2 separate regions of the Triticum aestivum genome follow, and region 2 is linked to region 1. Evidence: chromatin contacts called from public Hi-C data. All regions are on one chromosome and are shown on one strand. The core of a region is the stretch at or near the end of the contact, and the rest is flanking DNA. Distances in the headings are between cores, read along the strand shown. Region 1 holds the start of LOC123112124 (protein piccolo). Region 2 holds the start of LOC123112129 (protein FEZ).

Evidence for each region. A called contact is a pair of places that touch in the nucleus more often than the background predicts.
Region 2: a Hi-C map of leaf shows a contact between it and region 1, with 7 times the contacts expected there. The contact joins the promoter of LOC123112129 here to the promoter of LOC123112124 in region 1. A contact is called at or near these places in 2 of 5 Hi-C or Micro-C datasets (leaf and an unstated tissue).

What each region holds. Positions count from the first base shown.
Region 1 is chr5B:406,507,201-406,511,279 of IWGSC CS RefSeq v2.1, reverse strand. It overlaps LOC123112124 (protein piccolo), which reads right to left and starts at 2,397. Exons shown (of 5, transcript XM_044533046.1): 1 at 1,610-2,397; 2 at 1-1,492. The coding sequence starts at 1,806.
Region 2 is chr5B:406,673,097-406,677,175 of IWGSC CS RefSeq v2.1, reverse strand. LOC123112129 (protein FEZ) reads left to right here and starts at 2,118. Exons shown (of 3, transcript XM_044533052.1): 1 at 2,118-3,453. The coding sequence starts at 3,273. LOC123112130 (membrane-embedded CAAX protease MroQ) reads left to right here. Exons shown (of 10, transcript XM_044533053.1): 10 at 1-136.

The sequences.
Region 1 (4,079 bases), core at 1,148-3,647:
AACAAGTTCCCTGTCTGATGGCTGTGGGCTCCTCTCGGTATCACCAACTGCTTGATGAGACGAAACAACCAATTCTCTGTCAGTGGTTACCTCTGGACTGCTCTTGGCATCAGAAATGGCTTCGTATGAATGATCGTTTATGGTGATAATTTCCTTCTCCGAATGCTCCACGCTGTCCTCGCCGGCGAATTCGGTGTCATACACCGGCGCCGCGATCATCTTCTTCATGCTGCTCGAGGAGCGCTCGTCGTCGTCGCTCATGTCGATGCTGCTCCCCTCCCCTTGGATGATCTTCGCCTCGGCCTCTTGGGCTTCTCGGGGTGTTCCCGCCTCGTCGTCCTCTCTGTACTCGGCTTCCGGCGAATGGGTCCGTGACCACATGTCCTCGGGGTACTTGACGCTGTCCGGCGAGGCCTGGGCGACTGAGCCCGGCGACACCGTGGTTGCCGACGAGTCCTGGAAAGACAGCTGCAGCAAGTCGGCTTCCTCCAGGGATTCCATGGCCTTGAGCACCTTCGCCTTGTAGCTCCGCAGGCTGGCGGCGTCGTGCACCCCCGCCGAGAAGTCTTTCTCCGAGTGGAACCAGTCGCTGTCGGAGTCGACGACGAGCTCCTTCACCGAGTACCCGTCGTCGCTGGCGCTGGAGTCTGAGTCAGAGTCGCCGAAGCCGGAGAACTCGGAGGCGAAGCTCGTCCTCCCGCTCGCGGCGCTGCCCTTGGACACGGAGCTCGCCGGCTTTCGCCTGGACGGCGCCCTCTTCGTCGGCGACGCCACTCTGTCGAACGCGACGGGCTTGTCCGCCGGCCGGAGGTCTTTCGCCGTGACGAAGCCGCCGCGGCGGGAGGACACGTCGACCACTCTCCGTTCCTCAGGCTGCGCCGGCGGCTGCAGCGGCGGTGGCGGCACGAAGGACTCCTGGACGCGCACCGTCATGGTCGCCGGCTCCCTGACGAACCCACGGAAGTCCCGCTCCGTTAGGAATCGGTAGTTGTGCGTGGCTGGAACGATCTTCGGCTCTGCGTGCACAGCCTCCGCGCTCTGCTCATCGTCGTCTTCTTCTTTTTCCACTAGTACCTCTGCTTCCTCTGCTTCGTGCTCGCGCTCCTGCGTGGCCACCGGAGCGAATGGAATCGGCGATTGAATTTCCTGTTCGTGCTCCTCCTCCTCCTTCTGGACTGGCACTGCTGTCGAAACCACCGGGGCCTCCCGCGGAATTTCAGGCATCTGATTCCGAAAGCTGAAGCTGAGGCTGGACGGAGAGGCCGGAGCCGGCGGCGGCGAGGCCGGGGCGACCGGCTCGGGCGGCGCGTCGTCGAAAGCGCGTTCATACGCGGCCATGCCCTCCACGAAATCCTCCTCGCTGGCGTGCACGAAGCTGAAGCTGCGCATCATCTGGAGAACCCTGTCGTCGTGCGCGTCCGGCTCCCCGTCCCTCTCGTCGCCGGGGAAGCCCCCGCGGCGCGGCCTCTTCTCTGTCTCCTTATCCCCGCCCCTGATGACAACAAAAACAAGGAGACCCACCAATCAGTCGTGCCACCAACAGCAGCGCGCGGCGAGTGATCGGGAATTCAGAAACCCCAAACCCACGGGAGATGGAATTCAGTCTTACCCTGGGGAGGAGGAGGAAGACGACATGTAGGCGGAGGCGACATGGATGGCGGCGACGAGCGCGACGGTGAGGAGCCAGAAGAGGAGCGGCGTGGAGGCGGAGGAGAGGCCCACGACGGAGTGGATGAACCCGCCCGAGCCACCGCCACCACCAGCCGCCGCCGCGGCGGCGCCGGCTCCTTCCCCGACGACATCCATGGCCCACGACGACGCTGCTGCAACCTTACTAACCCGCCTTCCAAGCCAACATAGCCACTCTCGTATCTGCCGCGCCTACCAGCACTGCCGATCCTGCCGTCCTATGCACGCCGTGGTCGTCGCGGCGGGCGGGAGGGGAGGGCGAGGAAAACAACGCGGCAGCGTCCTATGTATGGTAAGCTATGCTATGTAGCGATCGAGCAGTGGAGGCGAGGGAGACGAGGCACGGGGAAAGACGGAACGGAAAGAAAGCCCCCGCCCCCAGCGATACGGACGCGGCAGCTGCGATTCGACTGCGACCGCGACCGCGACGCTGCCTTCCCAGGGAAGACCCGCTACAGGCACGAACGAACGAACGGGTCCGGTCGGACCGCGTCGCGCCCAGCAAAAGCTAGCGCGACGTGACGCCCGCGCCACGGTCGGCCGGCAGCCGGCGCTGGGGTTCTACTTCTACCGCCGGTGGACGGCGGCGGGGTTTGGGATTTGTGGCGGGTGGGCCGTCCGCCTCGCGTGCGACCGGCCGTCGCCAGGTAGGGGTTAGGTTAATGTGGAGGCTGACTCGGCCGGAACGGCAACAGAGCCCGCCGCGTGCCGCCCTTGCACCCGGACCCTTCACCTGCACTTTATTTCCCGAAGATCCTTTCCATTCGTGCTGTTATTTCGCAGGATCCTTTCCGCTCCTGATGTGTTTTCCTTCCTTGCGCGACACGGATGCCTTCGCACGGGGACGGGGGAGAGGAAGCGGACCGGGCACCAGATGTTTCACGGGTGAGGTCCGAGGCGCGTGTCTTGTTGCAGATTCGGCAGCCATTGATTGGATGGATACCTGATCTCTTTTTTTGGATCGTCTTAATGCCGGGGTCCAAAGCCGCGTGCCAACATATGGCAGCCATTGATTATATCGTTCCGGTGTTGGTTAGTACTCTCTCCGTTTTTATTTAGTCCACATATTAGCTTTACTCAAAGTCAAGCTTTGTAAATTTTCATCTCAAAAAATAAAGCTTTGTAAATTTTGATTGGATGGATATAAACAAAAATGTTAACATATACAATAACAAATCAGTATCATTGGATTTATCATTGAATATACTTTTACATCATATAAATTTGTTATCGTAAATGTTTGTATTGTTTTTTATAAACTTGGTCAAACTTTATGAAGTTTGACTTCAGTTAACTCTAATATGCAGAGAGGAAGTATCTTTGTTTGCGGCATGGAGTAAACTAGGGAGAGACTAATACGGTAGGGATGTAAGATAATGCTTTCCGAGAGTGGCGTTCTGACACGTGGGAGCGCGCACTCCTGATTTTAAAAATGTGTTTTAAACATATTTTTAAATGTCAAAAAATTTTAAAACAAACTTGGCGCGTACATCTCGATATTGCACATGCTCGCAAAGTCGTTTCGCGGAAAACCGACAACTTATGTGTCGTGTGTGAAAAAGACAAAATCCGGTGTTAAAAATGATTTTCACAAGACATCCTTTTCTCCTTTTACATAAGTCACGAAAAATGTCGGTTTTCTCCGAATTTTTTGTTTGGAATTTTTTTCACACATTGAAATATTTTTTCCGTGTGCAGGAGCGCGCGCTCCCGGGAGCATAAATGGATTTCCGTTTCCTACATCCTTTATCATATTTTTTTGTTATCGGACTCGGAGCGAAGCGAATAATGACAGAATGCTGATTGGAATATGGATTTTATCTGGTTATAGATTTGGGGTGAAAACGCCGCGGACTTGGATCGAAAACGGATAAAATATACCGGGTTATACCTGCAATGACACATGATTTATTTCTAGTACTAGCATGCAGATAATATGAACATATCTATTTTTTATCCAACCACATAACACTAGAGAGTGGCCAAGTCCTTTGGAGTCAATAACACACACACTAGTAACTTTAACATGCTCCCTTTTACCCCCTAATCTAACATGAAAGGTAAGAAGATAATAGTTAATCCGACCACTACTTAATCAATGATTCATATCTATTATGTACTCTTACCTTTTATATGGGCAGGTGGGGTGGGGTGGAGGGGGTAAGAAACCATGCTAAAATTTGCCCACACCAATAGGTAATAATTTATATGTGGTGATTCCATTTGTAGTATTTAAGCTTGTCAAGGGATAAATTATCGCATAATCCTATTTGATAACCTCGCATCTTCCTAAAAAAATTGATAACCTCGGATATTTCACATCCGCCATATATTACTGATACCATATCCGCCGGATATCCGGTTGATCAAAATTCGTAACCGCATTCATA
Region 2 (4,079 bases), core at 869-3,368, 170 kb before region 1:
ACAAAATATGATTATGTATGGTTCCTTTCATACTACTGCCAACCTACGTGGTGGAAAATGTTCAATCATACAAATAGAAAATACGGTTATTGCTATAAGAAATGCGTTGTACTTGTACGTGGCTTTCAGGTTGGCTCAATTAATGGTTCTTCCTTGCAAGTGGGCAATGGATGTTCATACCATGCTAGGTGCATTAAGTAAAACTTATACCAATAAATCTATCTCACTGGCATTATCTATTATTTTTTCCTATGGGTGTACTGTGTGAATGGAGGGAACTGCAGGTATGCACCAAGTTGTTCTTTCTTTGCTACATGATTGACATGCTCTGGCTTGTCCTATCTAGTAACTTCTTTTGAGTAAAGAGGTTGATGTTAACGGCTTCATTATACTATCGGGAGGTCAGATGTTGCTTTCTCGGCCAGTCCATTTCAGCCAAAAAAAAATAGGCCGTGCAATGTAAGTTCTGTAGTGTGCATGGGCAAACAAATTATGAGGACGCATGAAAAATGCTCCTTTTAAGATAGTAAATTAGCAAGATATGTGTTGCTGCCACCACATATTTGCTCAAAAGGGTTGTAGTAAAAGGAATGCATAAAAACTGGAGTTGATTTTTCATTTCCTTTCTAAAAACTATCTGATTCATGGCAGCTCTAATGACTCGTATTTAACCAGCTTTGCAAATGCGAATGTAATCCAGGGCCAGAGTTGTTAAGATGAAATGGTCAAATTTCCTTTTACATTTCACAGTAACTCAGTAAGTACTCCCTCCGTCCCAAAATTCTATGACAAATCTATGACAAGAAGTTTGGTAACTAGATATATCCGTATCTAGACAAATCTATGACAAGAATTTTGGGACGGAGGGAGTATCTGTTTTTATATGCTCCTAAGATATAAGATATGGAATATCTGTAAGCTCTCCGATGGCACGCTTTGGCTGCAAATTTCCAGCACTATAGCTTGACGCACATTTGGCTTGATAGTCCCAAAGACTCAAAAGCTGGGACTCCTTTTCTTATCAAACAAACAGAAGATACAACCCTCGATACAAAATCTAGCACAGGTTGGAAGATATGGTACCATAATGTAGATTGCAGAGTCCTAAACATGCATTTGTTGGTGTGTGCTCTATTTTTAGCAAGTTCACAAAGTTGGAAAAGGAAAAATCCAACCCGCAAATTAGGCAATAAAACAAAGATAATGCCCCTTTGGCAAGAACCTTCTGGTGCTCCAAGAACTACAAACCAACAATGCGACAAGGACATCGAGAAGGTATGCGTTTGAAGAGTTCAACCCAAACCATCTCCCAATGTGGATCATGGTAGAAGACAAGAGTTGTGAACGTGATCATGTTTTGTTTTCAAAAACATGGAATTGATTGGGTGATAATATCCTGCCTGGAATTGGGGAGGCATGGGAAATTTCTGAGTTCTTTTTGGTACTAAGCTATTTGTAAGTTGTAACATGGCCAAAATCTTGTCTTTAAGCCGTTGGCATGATTATTATGTCAGCTGATTCAGCGCAGGAAAGATGATACAGAAAGTAGCATGGCAAAAAAATGGGGATACCTTTGACAGAAAGAGAGGCTTTACAAGATCATGTATGACCAAGTCATCATATTTAACTATGCTAACTGTGATACTTAAAAACAGGATCTTATAAAATAATGAGCAATGAACTGTATACAATTGGTGATGAACCAGAACATACGATAAAGCACTCAAGCAAGCTGAGATTGATTCTACGACAATGACTGATTGTGAAATAAAAGTTGATATATATCAATATATGCGACAACAGTTTGCAGTGAGTTATATACGATTCTTGGTAGAAAACTGAAGGCAATTACACTGCTAAGGCTATCATTGTCAGGAGATGACGATGATTATTTTTTAATGACATTAACTGGGATGAAGGTTTCTCCACAGTGCAGTTTTTAAACAGTTACCCCGCCTTTTCAGTTAAGCTATTGCACAGGTTTAGAACAAAAAGTAGCAATCACAAATTCATAGGTCCGTGTACATCTGTTGTCACATCAACTTTCATCCAAATTTCCATCAATGATGTTAACAGTAGAAATAAGCTAACCATTGCTCCAGTACGTGCAAAATGGATCATCCTAGTGAGAACAAATTAGACAGTGGTGAGAAATGATTCCGTAAAAGAGAAGGAATTTTTTATGCAAAGTAAATCTCGAATGCAACCAGAAGCGTAATAGCGTATATGTACTGAAAATGATGTGTAGTAAGAAGAGATATCCTTTTCTACATACAAGGGAGTTTCTAAACCAGAGAATGGAGGAATATGTATTGGTATTCTTCAAGAAAATTAATCTAGCAAGAATAAATCCTGGATTGTGGTGTTGATGTATTTGAAAGTGTTTAGCTTCCAAAGCGTACTCACTCCGTTCACAAATATAAGATGTTTTGGATATTTCAATATGGACTACATATGGACTGAAATGAGTGAACAAACACACTAAAACATGTCTGTAGACATCAAATTCACTAAAAAGTTAGAACATCTTATATTTGTGAACAGAGGGAGTACTAAAGAAACTGTTCAAACCATACCTGATTTCTACGAAACTGACAAATATATAAAAGAAATGATGCTACTACTGTTTATGAATATTTTTTAGGGGTTGTTTAGGGTGTCCTAGATCATAATTTAGGTGTGAAGTGAAAGGGACAAATAATCCCCATATATGTTGCCAAGCTTGTCTTCGTTGAGATACTAATCCTTGATTAAATAAATCCAATAGATTCAAAAGGAGACTGAATAAAATGTTATCTTATTGCAAGGGGGGCTTCAGAGTGTGGGCCTCATCTAGTCATGTTTAAGCAGCTGTATAATAGGAGCCTAGAAATCTAACAGAGAAACAGTTAATCTTACACAGTAGTTATATAAGTACTAGTTTCCTACCTCATGTCGTCAAGTTACACATGATGCCTTCGCCTTCTATTCATTCTTTCCCATATATTTAGGTCCATCAAGCCATCTCTGTATTTTTTTTCTGGGTTGATAAATTCCTGTACCATATTAGATAACTGTCAGTAAGAGCATTGCCATCTTTGCACAAGCACAAAGCCACAAACAAGGGATATAAATAGTAGACCGCGCATAGTTGATAAGTCCTTGCACTGTATTAGAGACAGATTCGTGAGTTTGTCTTCACCTAGGGAACTTCGACCCTAAAACCATACACTACATCCATATAGGTAATACAAGAGCAGTGTAACCTGTATCAGGCTTCACCCTTGTTAGTCATGGATGAGAGAAGTGATATGGACAAGTTAGAGGAGGCACTTCTGCCGGGTTTCCGGTTTCATCCGACAGATGAAGAGCTGGTAGGTTTTTATCTCAAGCGAAAGATTCAGCAGAAACCCCTTTCAATTGAGCTCATCAGGCAGCTGGACATCTACAAATATGACCCATGGGATCTCCCAAGTAAGCTGCTACCTTCTATGTATTGTTCTTATTTGATTTGTTCTTATTTGTTACTGAATGGAGCAACAAGGAACTTTGATCTTGTAAAGGCTTTAGCTTCAAATAACCAAATAAATGCCAGCATATACAATTTTGCATTTATCTATCAATAGAATGAATGGAAGACATCTCTCTCTAGTAACATGCAGACACCAGATATTATGCCCCACGTTAGAGATGAGATAGAATTTCAAAATTATTCCACACTCACCATCTTGCTTCTGCGGTTCTGCCGAATGCATGGAAGATAAACTCATAGCCTCCTTACTTTTGGGAAACTACAGAGCAAAGATACAGTCTTCATAGTTAACCTATATGAAAGTTAAAACGAACAAGAGAGAGAACTCGTGATTTCTGATCCACTTCAGTACAAAGTTTTACTCTTAATACAAGTTGGGCAATCTTCTAGCAATATTTCAAGCAATGGGTAAACTAGTGGTCATGGTAAATAAGGCCATATCATACTCAGACGGAGCACAGAAGATCCAAGATTGTGCATATCCATTATGTATGCATGCAACGTGTTCAAAATATAATAGTAACCATAATTATAGCAAAAGTCGCACAAAACATAGACTTTATTTTCA